3 separate regions of the Sus scrofa genome follow, and all the other regions are linked to region 1. A link is a contact called in public HiChIP or PLAC-seq data. All regions are on one chromosome and are shown on one strand. Each heading gives the region's core, a stretch centred on a gene start, on an enhancer-like site or on the middle of the called end of the contact. The rest is flanking DNA. Distances are from core to core; before and after follow the strand shown. Region 1 holds the start of VPS4B (vacuolar protein sorting-associated protein 4B). Region 2 holds the start of LOC100156248 (serpin B8). Region 3 overlaps BCL2 (apoptosis regulator Bcl-2).

Region 1 (4,832 bases), core at 1,181-3,680:
GTCAAGAATTCCTATATACTTCCCACTGAACATCCCCTACTGCCAAAATCTTAAATAACCATGGCATATTTATCAAAACTAAGAAATCGGCATCAGTATAATACTATTAGCTAAAATACAGACTTTATTCAGATTTCATCAATTTTCCACTCTTTTTCTGTTCCCGGATGCTGTCCAAGATCCCATATTGCATTTAGTTGTCAGCCTCTTGAGTATCTTGCAGTTGGTGATAAGATTTTCAGTCTTTTCTTGTTTTTCATGAGTTTGAAATTTTTTGGTTTGAGGGTTTTGTTTTGTTTTGTTTTTTGGCTGCACCTGGAGTAGGTGTAAGTTCCCGGGCCAGGGACTGAACCTGTGCCACAACAGTGACCTCAGCCACTGCAGTGACAATGCTGGATCCTTTACATGATGAGCCGCACAGGAACTCTTTGACATTTTTTAAAAATTCTGGTTAGGCATTTTGTAGAAGTTTTATTTATTTATTTATTTTTTAAAAAAACACTCAATTTGTGTTTTTATGGCATTTTCTCATGATGAAATGTAGGTTAAGAACTTTCTAAAATACCACAGATGATACTCTTCTCATTGCATATTTGAGGGCAGGGTACATGATATCAACATGATTTATTTCTGTATTGGTGATAAAAGAGGAATGTTTGATTATTTGGTTCATATCCAGCATCTAAAGTACCCTGGCATATGGTATTACTCAATAAATAACTCAATGAATTCTCTTTTCATCATTACATGTCTATTTCTCCCACTAAATTGTAAACTCCTAAATGGCAAGGACCATATCTTATTCATCTTCAAAGTTTCCTAATACCTAGTGGACTTTTGTTTAGTGGGTGTTCAGTAAAACTTTAGAGATTGAATTGAAAGGTAAATTGGAGTCTGGTTGTACCTTCAGGCAAAAGCAAGTCTAAAAGTCACTAAGGAACCAGAGAGTTATTTTAAGCAGCTCAGTTTAATAGTTTAACTTTCATTTAGTGTCTACAATGTGCTCACATTCTAAGGGCTGGAGTCCTTACATTATTTTACCAGTAACTGAAAGGGGACAGAGGAGTGAGAAGAAGCATTGGTAGATGCAGGCAGAGGGCTTTATCTTTGAACCTGGATGACAGAGATTTGGTGATATCCTTCTGAGAAGGCAAGACAGAGAAGGAAGTATGAGGTATAATTAATTTGGCTTTCAATGTGTTGAATTTGTCTTGTGGGGAAACTATACAGTTTTTGGAGATCTCTGGGAGTGAACTGTTAAATACTGGGCAGAACACACCCTGGCCTGGAGATTGACATTGGAAGCCATTTCTATCCTGTTGTTATCTGGAGCCCAGGAAACGGTAAGAGGAGCAGAGATTGAGTAGTATGAAAGAGGATGCCGCACTCTTGAGGAAATTCTACCCTTAGGAATTAAGAATGGTAGAAAGTGAAGAGGATAGAGAAAGGACACTAGGACACTATGCAGAAGAGATTTCAATAACCGGGTAGTGACAATACCAATAAAAAGCAGGAGGGGGGTTCCCTGGTGGCCTAGCAGTGAGGATTCAGCCTAGTCACTGCTGCAGCTCAGGTTCCTGCCACCAGGGAGGTCAAAAAAGGGGGTGGGGGAGGGAAGTACTTCATTTAGGAGACGCCAGGTGATTAGAAAGGATTAGGAAGCTAAACTAAGAAAGGATGAAGAAAAACAGGACTGTGGCTGCAAACAACAGAAAAAAGGGTCTTTAGTTCTGCCAATAATCCCCGACTTCTGTGATCACATATAAAGCACTTAACCTCTCAGGCCATTAACTTTCCTTGTAACAATAACTGGAATAAGTAATATCTGATAAGAGTTGGGTGCAGCAGCCTGCATCCCCATTGGACTACCATAATGCCTTTGAAGACAGCAGCCATACATAACTTTTACTAAAGTTCTCCGGGCCTCCTAGAGCCTTGACAATGACCGTTGGGGAAATGTTCGTTGGATAAACTGTAAAGCGTGAGCAGTAACAAGTTCCAACGCATACTCAGACCTTCCCGCTCGCTTATCCCTGTGCAATGCGCCTAACCATGCAGCGCCAGCATTCTTCACAACCCGGAGTTAGGCACTGTAATTCCCCCCATTTTACATAAGAGTAAGTGTTAAGGGGCCCAAAGTCCCCAACCAAGACTGGATCACTTTTTTCATACAGCATCCACAGCCCGACAGAGCGCGCTCCATGACCTGGAGTGAAAGGAGCCAGAGCTAATAACAGCATTAGACATCAGGAAAAGGAAGAACACCGAAGGATTCTCAGCCCCCAGAGAGCCCCTCAGCCCCAGGCCGGAGTCTCAGTGCGTCTGCGCGCTGGCTGACTTCCGCCAGGCCTCGGGTAGGCTTCAGGGACCTCTCTCCCGGTCTCGCGAGGCCTGGGACTGAGGCAAGACCCGGATGGCTCGGGACAGGGTGGTGCGCATGTTGATGACGAAAGCGGAAGTTCTAAGGCCGGAGGTGGGAGTTCAGGATTGCGGAAGTTTTGTAAGGAGGGTCGGGCGGCTTTGAGATCGCGGTGCTGTTTTCAAATAAGTTGCGGAAAGGAGGCCGCTGTTGGGGGTTTGAGAGCAGCCAGCCTACGCACGTTTAGGGGTAACTCCGGGCCTGACTCGGCGTTGCTGCTGTTGTCTTCTGCCTCCCTTCCTCTTCGGGGAATCGCCTTTCCGCCATGGCATCCACCTCGCCCAACCTCCAGGTATCACTTTTCTCCCTCCCCCTGGAGAGCCAAAGCCGAGGGGGGCGCGGGGCGTAGGGTGTGGGGTGAAGTTAGGGGGCAAGGAGGAGAGAGGAAGCGGCCGCGCCCCTCTGGCCTGACGGAGGAGGGCTGTGCCGGCGTCGGGCGGCAGGTGGGCAGGTCAGGCCCTTTCTGCCAGCTTCCGGGGTCTCCCAAGCCCAGTGATTTTGTGGGAGTCTTGATTTTCATTAAGTTTTTTTTTTTGTTTGGGGGGGGGGCGAAGTGGCTTTTTTTTTTTCCTTTGAAAGCCAGCCGAGTTTAAACTGAACTGGGCACAGATTTGAACGAGAGGCGCAGAAGCTCCAATCAGTGTAAGGGAGAAAGGAAAGATTGTAATGTATCCAAAGCACCGACTGCTCTGGATTAGTTGAAAGTAGGGTGGTCCGACTTCTCTCCTAGTTTCTCAAGTTTGTATAGGAAAACCTTTCTTTTCGAGAGCTGTCAGGTGAATAGAAACGTGCAAACAGGCTCGAATTTAGAGGAATCGGTGAATTCATTGAGTTCCGCATTCATGTGCACTCACAGCTCCCAAAATGTAGTATATAAGATCAGAGAATATTCTTAAACTCTTTTGTGACTTCACCTTCCCATCCCTACCATAGTGAGCTCCGTGTTTGGTAAATAAATCCTGTAATTTTAAGATTTTAGACTTGTTAGATCTCTGTGGAATGGGGTTCACTGAGATGAGAATTTTGTTGTTGTCGTTGTTGCTTTTTAGGGCCGCACGCGCGACATATAGACGTTCCCAGGCTAGGGGTGGAATCGGAGCTACAGCTGCGCGCCTATGCCACAGCAACACCGGATCCAAGCCGTGTTTGCGACCTACACCACAGCTCACCACAGCGCCGGATGCCCTACCCACTGAGCGAGGCAGGCATCGAACCCTGATTTTTGTGGATACTAGCTGGATTCGTTTCCGCTGAGCCAGCAGGAGAACTCCCAGATGAGAAATTTTTGAGACAGTCACCAAAAAGAGGGTTGGGGTGCTTGTTTGGGACTTTTATCTTGAAAATCGACCAAAAATATTATAAAAATGTTTTATGTCTTTTGAAGTGCCCATCTTGCCTTTATCCTTACTGGTTTGTGAACAGTTAACTGCATAGTTTCATTCCATCATCTTTTTAAAAAAAAAAAAAAACTTTTTCTTTTGAAGTATAGTTTATTTACAATGTCATATTAGTTTCAGGTGTTCGGCATAGTAATTCAGTATTTTTACAGATTACACTCCATTAAAAGTTATTATAAGATAATGGCTGTAATTTCCTGTGCTATATACAATATATCCTTGTTGCTCATCTATTTTATACATAATCCACCATCTTTTCATTTGTCAAGACTGCGTGTGATTTGGGCATTCTGCAATGCAATTTTCATCTCTTTACTCATTTTTTTTTTTTGCTAGATTTGCAGTTTCGTTCTATAATCAGTTGTATCATATTTGAATTGGACTGTAGATGTTCTTCAGCGAATCAGCTCAAGATAGACCCATGTTAAAGGCATAGTTGCTAGTGTTAAACAGGGAGCTATAATGAGTTATAATTTTATCAGTTGTTGGGTCACAAGTGGGCTTTCTCATTCAACCTTTTCAGCCTTCTAATGTAGGAAATTTGGATGAAGAATATTCAGATAATAACTTTCTCACCGACCAAGGCTTGTGTAACTCTTCAGGGATAAGTGAGAAATGTTCCACAGAGGAGGTGATGTGAGCTTAAAGTGAAAGGTACTGACACTAATTGTCTGCCCAGTGTTTGATGTGATCTCATTTAGTCCTCAAAACAACTCTTCATTGTGATTATTATTCCACTTTCACAATATAATACACCAAGGCTTATTAAGGTTATGATTTACATGAAGACATACAGTTAATTGGTGTTGAAGATAATTTCGAATCCAGGTCCGTCTGCTTATAAGTGTGTGGTTTTTTCACTATAAAGTCACACCTTCTTAGACAAGAAAGTAGAATGCATTCCAGGCAGAGAAAAACAGCAAATGCCTCAGTCTAGAAGTGTAATAAACCTTGAAAGGGTTGAGAGAAATTGCAATGAATGCAGTATGCCTACAATTCAAAGTTTACTCAGTCCT
Region 2 (4,832 bases), core at 1,021-3,520, 400 kb before region 1:
TTAACTGCTCTTAATTGCAAATGTCTGTTTCTGCTTTCTCCTATCATTCCTTCTTCCTCTCATTTGCTCACCTCCATCTATCTCAACATCTAGGTGCTGGTCAGCAGCAGAGTATTTCCATTAGCATCTCCTCCATAGCACTGACACACCTTCACACACAGTCACAAACAAGTGCACCTCTCAGATGTGACCCAGTTCACACCAGTGAAAAGATTTGATTCCCAGCCAATAAAATGGCATTAAATTAGTTGTCTTTCTACAGATGAACCATCAAGGTCAGGACAATTAAATACTATATTCAGGTCTCATAAAAAAACTAACAGATTCACCCAAAAGAGCAAGCCTTCTGCTTTCAAGTAGTTGTCCCTCAGTATCCACTGAGGATTGGTTCCAGGACCCCCTCCAATGCCAAATCTCAGGATGCTCTAGTCCCTTATATAAAATGATGTAGTATTTGCATCTAACCTACAAGCCTCTTGTCCAACCTGTAATCCTCTTGTACACTTTAAATCATCTCTAGATGTTTTATAATCCCTGATACAATGTAAATGCTGTGTAAATAGTAGTGAAAGGAAATAGATTCAAATTTTGTTTTTTGGAACTTTCTAGAATTTTTTTCAAATATTTTAAATCTGCCACTGGTTGACTTTGCAGATGCAGAACCACTGATAGAGGGGAGGGCCAACTATATGCAGCATCATTCTCCTGGTGGCTTTGAATGCCTTCCTCCACTCCTGTTCCACTCCCCAACCCCGGACACACACCCAGAATGAATTTGTTCAGAGTGGGCCATGAATCACAGGAGGTTTATTTGAGCAGCTAGCTTGGAATGAGGAAGGTGCTACCTTCCATTTGAGATAAGTGGAACATACCTTTCCCAGGGATCTCATAAACAAGACAGCCAAGGGATGTTGGTAACCATAAGTAGGAGACTTAAAATGAGTGGAGGTTCTAGATGGAGAGATTGGGAGCCATCAGCACCCTGATTCCAGGAGCTTCTAAGTGAATGGATGAAATTACTTAGAATGTACAAATTGGTGGAATAAGGGGGAAAAAATCCACCCTGTTCTAGGGAATTTTTACAGGTAGAGAGAGGAAAACGACAAGGGATTGAGACCAACAATCAGGGATGTTCTTAGGGAAGCAGGGGCAGGAAGTGGCCAGAGCTGGAGGAGGAGGACAGGAGGGTAGCACCCAGGCTGGACCCAGGAGGAGGCCATTTGGGCTAGAAAATCCTGGACAGAGAGAAGTAGGAGCCAGAGGGCTGATAAGTACCTGGAAAGTGTGGAATTGATTCAGTTAACTACTGTGCCTGCGGAGGAGGAGACAAATCAGAATATGGGTTTGGGGTTTGTTTTGTTATTTGTTTTTTCCAGCTTGAGCGGAAGCAGGCAATAAAGAACAGATGAAAGATGTGAAAAAAAGAAAAAAGAAATGCAATAAATATGTAAAGAAAAAGAGAGGGAAGGGAGGGAGGGACAGAGAGAAGGAGGAAAGAGCAGAGGAGAGAGGAGAGGTACACCCAATAAGCTGGATCGCAGAGGGAACTCGCAGAGGTGCTGGAAGTGACGTTGACCCAGCACATCCCGGAACTTGCCCAAGGCTCCATAGAAACTCTGGGCTAGACGGCTGCACCCTGCGCTGCCCCCCTCACTCTCCCAAAAGTTTCCACAGCCCAGGCTTGGATTACAGGCCGCGCCTTCACTTCCAGCAAATCAGTCGCAGCACGGTGGCGTCAACAGGCCCTGTGTCACTCCCACTCCGGGGTCCACCCTCTGACCCAGGGCGGGTCTGCGCACCAAGCTCCTGCACTGGGTCCTCGGAGCCTGGGCCTCGGAGACTAACCTTAGAGCCCCAGACAAAGCGGGCCAGGGGGAAAGAGTGCCGGGGGGTAGAGGAGAGGGGTCCGAGGCGATCCCAGCTCCGCAGCCCTCCTTCCTGGATAACCGCCGCCGTCGTGTTCCTCTAGTCCTCTCTACGCCCATTTCCCCGCCGCCCCGCTCCCACTGTCTGTCTCTGGCCTTCCTCCCTCCCTTCTCCCCAGGCTCGGCTGGAGCTCTAAGCTAGAGGCGGTCGCTTTGGGAATCCGAGGGTTCGAGAGCCCTCCCAGCCCGGGTACCTGGGAGATTACTGCTGCTGCGGCGGCGGCGGCGGCGGCGGCTGCGGCTGCTATTCCAGTTTAGTGCATGCTTCGCCTCCGCTTTGATTTCGGGCAAGGCTTCCGGCGGTGACTCAGAACACCAGTGGGAGACTGCAGCAGGCAGTGCAATCTCTGATTCCTTCATCCCCAGGCCAGACCCTGGGTGGAGGCTGTGCCTCGCCGGCATCCTCTGGCCTAGGCCTGAGAGCCGAAGGCTTGGCGGAGGAGACAATTGCCTGGTCCTCAGAGGGTGTCTGGGGAAGGCTTTACCCCCTCGGAGACTGGTTTGTTTTCCTGGGTTAGCATGTTCGGTCTCCGTGTTTAACGCATGTATGGTAGAGTGTTTTCAAAACTGAGACTCCACTTTGAAAATTAACTAAAAGCAAAACCAGAATTCCTAAAGCTAGTCGTTTCCAAACTATTTTGGTAGGACATCCTTCAAAACAATTTTCGAGCAGGCGTTACCGATATCAAACACGAATTTATAGGTGCGTGTTTTAATCTTAGAGTAAAGCTTTGAAACACCTAATTTGAAGACCCATTGTGTGCGTCTGTGTGTGTGTGTGTGTGTGTGTGTGGTTTTTTAATCAGTTTATTTTTTGTTTATTTTTTATTTTTTAAATGATTTTTATTTTTTCCATCATAGCTGGTTTACAATGTTGTGTCAAATTTCTGCTCTATAGCAAGGTGACCCAGTCACATATGTGTGCGTGCGTGTGTGTGTGTGTGTATGTGTGTGTATACATTTCTTTTTCTCACGTTATCATGCTCCATCATAAGTGACTAGTTATAGTTCCCCGTGCTATACAGCAGGATCTCATTGCTTATCCAGTCCAAAGGCAATAGTTTCCATCTATTAACCCCAAATTCCCAGTCTATCCTCCCTCCCCCTCCCCCTTGGCAACCACAAGTCTGTTCTCCAAGTCCATGTGTTTCTGTTCTGTGGAAAGGTCCATTTGTACCGTACATTAGATTCCAGATATAAGTGATATCATATGGTATTTGTCTTTCTCTTTCTGACTTACTTCACTCAGGATGAGAGTCTCTAGGTCCATCCATGTTGCTGAAAATGGCATTATTTTGTTCTTTCTTATGGCTGAGTAGCATTCCATTATGTATACATACCACATCTTCCTAATCCAATCATCTATCAATGGACCTATGGGTTGATTCCATGTCTTGGCTATTGTGAATAGAGCTGCAATGAGCATGTGGGTGCATGTGTCTTTTTTTAAGGAGAGTTTTGTCTGGATATATGCCAAAGAGTGGGATTGCTGGGTCATATGGTAGTTCTATGTATTGTTTTCTAAGGTACCTCCACACTGTTCTCCGTAGTGGTTGTACCAGCTTACATTCCCACCAACAGTGCAGGAGGGTTCCCTTTTCTCCACACCCCTTCTAGCTTTGTAATTTGTGGACTTTTTAATTATGGCTATTCTGACTGATGTGAGGTGGTATCTTATGGTAGTTTTGATTTGCATTTCTCTAATAATCAGTGATGTTGAGCATTGTTTCAAGTGCTTGTTGGCCACCTGTATATCTTCCTTAGAGAAATGTCTATTCAGGTCTTTTGCCTATTTTTCAATTGCGTTGTTGGCTTTTTTCATTTGAGTTGTATAAGTTGTTTGCATATTTTAGAGTTAGGCATAACTTGAAACTGTTTTCTTCATTCTGTAAGTTGTCTTTGTGTGCATAATGGCCACACCTGGGGCTATGGAATTTATCCAGCCAGGGACTGAACTTCCACTTCTGCAGGGACCATGCCACAGTGGGAACTCCATAGTTTTAAGTTCAGTTTATTTCTTAACTTGGATTGATAGCTCTTATGAGAAAAAGCTTCTTAAGAAATGAGTTGATTTCAGATGGAATAAAGGCACCATTAATTTTCTAACTTTGACATTTGATTTTCCTCTTACATGCTAATTATGCAAAGATTTCTGGTTGAAATCTAACTAGTAGAAATCTCTATGTTCTTGAAAAATATTTGTTCTTGCAAACCAAATTTTTAAATATTTGTAACAATATGAAGCCCACCAAATCTTTTCTTTTTGTAAGATTCTAATGAAGCCTAGAAAATTGTATTTCCAGCTTAAGTGCCTGAAAATGAAAGTTTTGATATCTTTTTAGCAGTAATAGAAAATATCCAAGTAGACGTTCTCAAATTGATCACTCTACACTCTTTCAAAAGCAGTTGATTTTTCATTCATAGATAAGATGTACCTTTACCTAAAAGCAATCACTTGTGGTTTTTTTTGAAGAATACTTGCTAGATTGTCTACTACTAATAGCCACTTATGATCAGAGAAAAGGTCAGCACATTTGGAGCACTAGACTTTTTTTTTTTTTTTAAAAAGTAAGTAATTAACCTCTTTTTAAAAGTATTTTCCTATGAAATAATAAGCAGGCCTTGTTTTTCAAAAGATATCAATGGTTATCATGACAACTGCTTATTACAAAATATTATTACAATTGCTTATTACACTGCTTATTACAAAATATTATAAAAGTTCTACTTTATAATATCCTAGGCTGTTGATTTTAATCACAGAAATACCATCTGGTAGCATGACTCCTTTTCAATACCTTGCCAAAAGCAGACACGTGAAGATGCAACTCTTCAGCCCCTGCCTAATGTAACATTGGGTCTAGTGCTAGTGCAGAGTTTCAAAGAGCCAAGTTGAAGTGCAAATCC
Region 3 (4,832 bases), core at 1,437-3,936, 280 kb after region 1:
CAATCTCTGGCCTTGCTCAGTGGGTTAAGGACCCAGTGTTGCTGTGGCTGTGGTGTAGGTCAGCAGATGCAGCTCCAATTCAATCCCTAGACTGGAAATTTCCATACGCCAAGGGTAAGGCCTTAAAAAAAAAATACACACACACACACACCCCTCCAGGAGGTAAACACTTACCTTGATCTCAGTGTCCAGCACATCAAAGCACCAATCACATATGATCTGCAGAGCCTCCAGGGGATTTAGCCACATGGACGGTATTGGTGGTCTCTAGGGGTTGGTTTCAGAAGCACAGTGGAGGAAGCAGCCAGGCCGAGTGGATTAAAGTGTGGGTGGAAAGGCCACCGATGTAGGTGGGTGATCAGTTTATCTTGGAGGGCAAGGCAGAGGAGATAACTTTCAGGATGGAACCCGGCATCGGTGTGGACATTCTGAGCAAATCTGAACATTCATAGGCCAAGGAAAAAGACAGAAGGAGGATGAGGTTGACAATATAGTTGTGAGCAGGGATAATTGATGGAGGATGAGTGGAACAAGTGTGCGGTGGAAAGGAGCGGGGAGGACAGACAGAGATGTGAGTTGATGGGGGCACCCAGGTAGGAAGCTGCAGTAATTCCCGCCCAACAGCCCGATTTGCTCAAAGAAAGAGGTGACTGCTAAACAGTGCAGGTAACACATGAGAAAAGAGTTGCTGTTTGGAATCGTCATGGAAAGAAACAGAGGCGAGATCCCGGGCAAGGGAGTGCTGAGTGCCGAGTGCTTTCTAGAACTCTCTGAGTGTGGAGCCCATAAATTGAGAGACGGCCCAGTCAACATGGTTGGGCAATCTTTGTCAGCAACACCTGGAGGCCAGAGGTGGCGGGGGGTGGGGGGAGAAATGGATCAAGGTCAGGGCACAGAGGAAGATTGGGATGGGAGGAAGCCAGTTGCAGGCAAGGAGGAGGAGGGGCCTAGGGAGATAAAACCAAGTACTGGCTGGTATTCTAACCCCACCAGCCCGAGAGGCTGGAGACGACAGCCCAGCCCCATCCCTCTCCAGCTCCTCTAGGCTTATTAGTGTGTGCCGTGAGTAATTTACCTGTCTACATTTCATTTCTCCCATCTATGTAAAAAGGCAATACTTTATTTTTTTGCTTTTTTATGGCCTCGGGTGTAGCATATGGAAGTTTCCAGGCTAGGGGTCAAATTGGAGCTACAGCAATGCCAGAACCGAGCTGCATCTGAGACCTACGCCGTGGCTTGTGGGGACACCAGATCCTTAACCCACTGAGCAAGGCCAGGGATCGAATCCGCTTCCTCATGGATATAGTCAGGATTCATTTACACTAAGCAATAGCGGGAACTCCTGAAAAGAGGGTGCTATCTTTACTATATGGTGCAGGCAATCTGAACTTCCGTGGAAGTAACATCCAGCTCAGTTTTGCGTTACTATGGTTTGCCTTTTTTGTTTTTATAAGGTTGTCACGAGGGAGGTGATCCCCATGGATCACTGATCTCTGTGTGCACCCCCGAGGCGGGACAGAGCCCTCACCAGTCCTGACACGAGCAGGGGCTGCTGTGCCTCCCAAATATATAGATTGGGATTTGGTCCGAGTCACGTGATGATGTCCCAGGTTTTCTTTTTCCCCCTTTGTTGCTTTTAATACATAAAATGAGCATGTGTTTATTTAAAACAGCTTTCAAACTTAAACAAATAATGACAGACTGTTCAAACAGACTTCGGAAATCACCCTAATCAGGATGTTTGGAAAAGCGAGAAGACTCTCCATGAAAGTAGCTTTTAGGATCTTCATGCCTGAAACCACAGGGTCTGTTTTACACTTTAGAATCATAGATGGCAAACTGTAAAGGACAGATTCGATCTCAGGGCACACCTCGGCCCTACAACGTGACTTAATAATTTATGAGGAAGTAGAGTTGAGCGTGTGTTATTGCTTCCAATCTTCCATCAAAGCACATCATGTATACATTTTAATTCACAATTTCTATAGAAATCACCAAGGGAAGGAAGGCGGGGGGTGGGGGTGGGGGGGAGGAAGAGAACACGGAAGGAAGGAAGGAAGAGACACCTTAGAGGGAGCTACTAAAGTGCTTCTGGAACTAGCAGGTTCTGTAGACCATCTGGAGGGAAGGGTGGTTTAAGGAGGGATGTAGCAGGTTTGCAAGAGGACAGAACAGAGAGTGAGTTAATGCCTCCAATAGTTCACACTCCGGGCCACATTTACAAATGGCTTTGAGTCACCTACGTTTATCTTCACAACAACCAATTTTCTGGGTGAAATAAATGAGGCTCAAGGAGGGGTAATTTGTTCAAGGTCATAAGCAATAAAATGTCAAAGCTGGGATTTCACACAGACCACCTCCCCCCAAGTTCAGAACTAGTCCCCAGACTCTTGGGGGCTGTGTCAGCGTCTCTGTGCTCATTCTTTGGATTAAGAGATGCCACTTTAGCTCATCCCACTTTAGAGGTGAGTTTTTCCTTCCAGTGCACATCAGAAGTGGGCCATTAGGTCCATTAGAAACACAGTTATTTACATGAGGGGCCAGAGCTTGGGAGAGGGAATTAGTCCAGCCCAGAGAGGGGGAGGTATTTGGAGGGGTGTTTCTTCCCACTGGTACGTGCATCAGGCAGAGCAGCCTGAGATTGCCCTTTCTTCCTGCACTTTTCCAGGGTGGCTCTTAGGCCAGAAAGGGCAGAAGGCCAAGGCCTTAGTCTGTTTCCTATTCTGCCTCAGAAAACTCCATTAATAACCAAGGGGATACAGGATCCAACCACTGACCCTCTCAATGTCAAGCCAAACTGCATAAGGCCCAGGGCCAGCACTCCTAGGAATTTGGGCCTCCTTTGGCTGGGCTATTAGGGGTTCCAGCCCGCCCATCCCTCAGAGAGAACAGCATGGAGGGGAAGGGATGTTAGATGATTGCTGTATGTCCGTGTGATCCTGGGATGCACTTTGTAAGAGGCAGTTTCTCTAAGTAGATCCTGATCCTTTCTGCCCCATTTATTCCACTTTTACAGAGAGAAGGTAGGTGTCTTGACAAACAATCATGATTATTAGTTCTGCTTTAAGGGCATTAAGCCCATACTTCATTTATGTCTATTGCCTTGCTTTGCACTAAGGCTCAAACTTGGAAAATTTAAGCAGGTTAAGAAAGAAAGCCCTTGCGCCCTCTCCTGGTAAAGTTAACCCAGTACATCTGAAGGTAGAGCTCCTGCACTTGTTGGGGAGGGAGCAGTTACTTGTCCAGGCTAACTTATCTTGTGCTGATTTAAGGAAAACTGTTGGCACACTAGATTGACCATTGGGTCTTCTATGGGCTGTGATCACAGAGTTTCTTCTAAACCTTTGTTCACAGGGTTTCTCAGCCTCAGCACTATTGACATGTTGGGCTAGATAATTCTTTGTGGTGAGGGCAGTCCTGTGCATTGTCGGTCACTGGACAGCATCCCTGGCCTCGACCCATTAGATGCCAGTAACATCCTTACTCCAGTCTGTGACTACCAACAATGTTTGCAGGGATTGTCAAAGGTCCCCTGCGGGGGTGGGGTGCAAGACCATCTCCAGTGAGAACTGTTGACCCAAACCCTTGCCTGTCTTTTCAAAAAGGTGCCATGGTCACAGGGAGAAAGCAAGGATGGCTCAGCACAAACCGTTTGTGACTATGGGAAGCAATTTTGATGACTGGTCTTCTGAGTTCACCTCTGGAAATTTGTCTCAAAAAAAAAAATCCAAACAAGTAGACAATAATTTACATACAAACATGTATCATAATGTTGTTTATGATGGATGGCAAAAATTTTAAACAATCCAAATAAAGAATTGGTTGAATAAAGAACAACCCAGATATATGATATATCGATGGAATATTATGCAGTCAGGAAAAATAATTGTGTACATATATATTTAACAATGTGGAAAGTTCCCTTAATGATACCTTAAACTCTTACCTTTGAGACTACTGCAAGATTCTCAGAAGTTGTGGTATGTAGAAGGGATGATTTCAAGCAGGCAGAGTAAGCATCTGGGTGAAGTATTAGGCCCAACACAAAATTCAAACCAATGATTGGCTTCAGAAAACTTTACTTGTTAATTGAGTAAACATTTATTAAGCACCTACATACCAAGACCATGCATACCACTAGGAAGCAAAGATGACACCTTGTCCCTCTACTGCAGTACTTGCCCCAAACAGACAAAACACGGTGAACACCATCAGGCCATCCTCCACACAGTGATGCGGGAAGGCTCTGTATTTACTGTCTCCCATACTGAAATCTGTACTCTAATTCCAGGTTTTGGGGGTAACTGGGACTACATCTCATTTTCTTCTTCATGCCTGATTATTCACACCAAGTTAAAAATATTGCCTTTACTGTTTTATAGATTCAGAAATATTTAGAGCATTGTCCAATGACATGGGTCCAGACATGGAACCTACCCCAGCAACTCTGAGAAATGGGCATTCAATGATCTCAGCTTTTTTTTTTTTTTTTCCTCAGAACAAAGAAAATGACTCCATAAGATGGCTATGAGAATAAATAAAATAATGCGTGTCAGATATTCTGAGGGCATATAGCAAGCCTCCAGAGGAATGGTTGGGGTTTTTAAAAATTATTTTTATGAATGGCCATGGTAGCTAAAATTGCAAAGCAAATATATCTAACTGCCTTTGCTGTTTTATTTTTCCCCTTAGCACTTACCACTCTCTAATACACTATATGATACATGTGTTTTTGTTTACTGTCTATCCCACTCCATTACATAAAATCTTTGAGCTTTGACAGTGGGTTAAGGATCCGGCGTGAGCTGTGGTGTAGGTCACAGATGTGGCTC

The links. HiChIP or PLAC-seq counts read pairs in DNA pulled down with a chosen protein or histone mark.
Region 2: a contact with region 1 is called in an H3K27ac HiChIP or PLAC-seq map of skeletal muscle, with 4 times the contacts expected there. The contact joins the promoter of LOC100156248 here to the promoter of VPS4B in region 1. A contact is called at or near these places in 1 of 5 promoter capture datasets (fetal skeletal muscle), 5 of 47 Hi-C or Micro-C datasets (heart right ventricle, liver, mesenteric adipose tissue and 2 more) and 2 of 2 datasets of contacts at active chromatin or transcription factors (alveolar macrophages and skeletal muscle).
Region 3: a contact with region 1 is called in an H3K27ac HiChIP or PLAC-seq map of skeletal muscle. The contact joins the enhancer-like site here to the promoter of VPS4B in region 1. A contact is called at or near these places in 2 of 5 promoter capture datasets (fetal liver and liver), 5 of 47 Hi-C or Micro-C datasets (alveolar macrophages, embryonic fibroblasts, liver and 2 more) and 1 of 2 datasets of contacts at active chromatin or transcription factors (skeletal muscle).

Annotation. Positions count from the first base shown.
Region 1 is chr1:158,230,609-158,235,440 of Sscrofa11.1, forward strand. It overlaps VPS4B (vacuolar protein sorting-associated protein 4B), which reads left to right and starts at 2,431. Exons shown (of 11, transcript XM_003121699.5): 1 at 2,431-2,711. The coding sequence starts at 2,685.
Region 2 is chr1:157,834,652-157,839,483 of Sscrofa11.1, forward strand. LOC100156248 (serpin B8) reads right to left here and starts at 2,271. Exons shown (of 7, transcript XM_003353447.4): 1 at 2,120-2,271.
Region 3 is chr1:158,509,080-158,513,911 of Sscrofa11.1, forward strand. All of the region lies in intron 1 of BCL2 (apoptosis regulator Bcl-2), which reads left to right. Among named protein-coding and RNA genes, the nearest start is that of BCL2, 170 kb to the left of the region's middle. Within about 2 kb of position 2,687, at least 12 of the 83 cell types and tissues checked have an H3K27ac peak or open chromatin away from gene starts, as enhancers often do. A contact at or near this core is called in skeletal muscle, where this site is marked.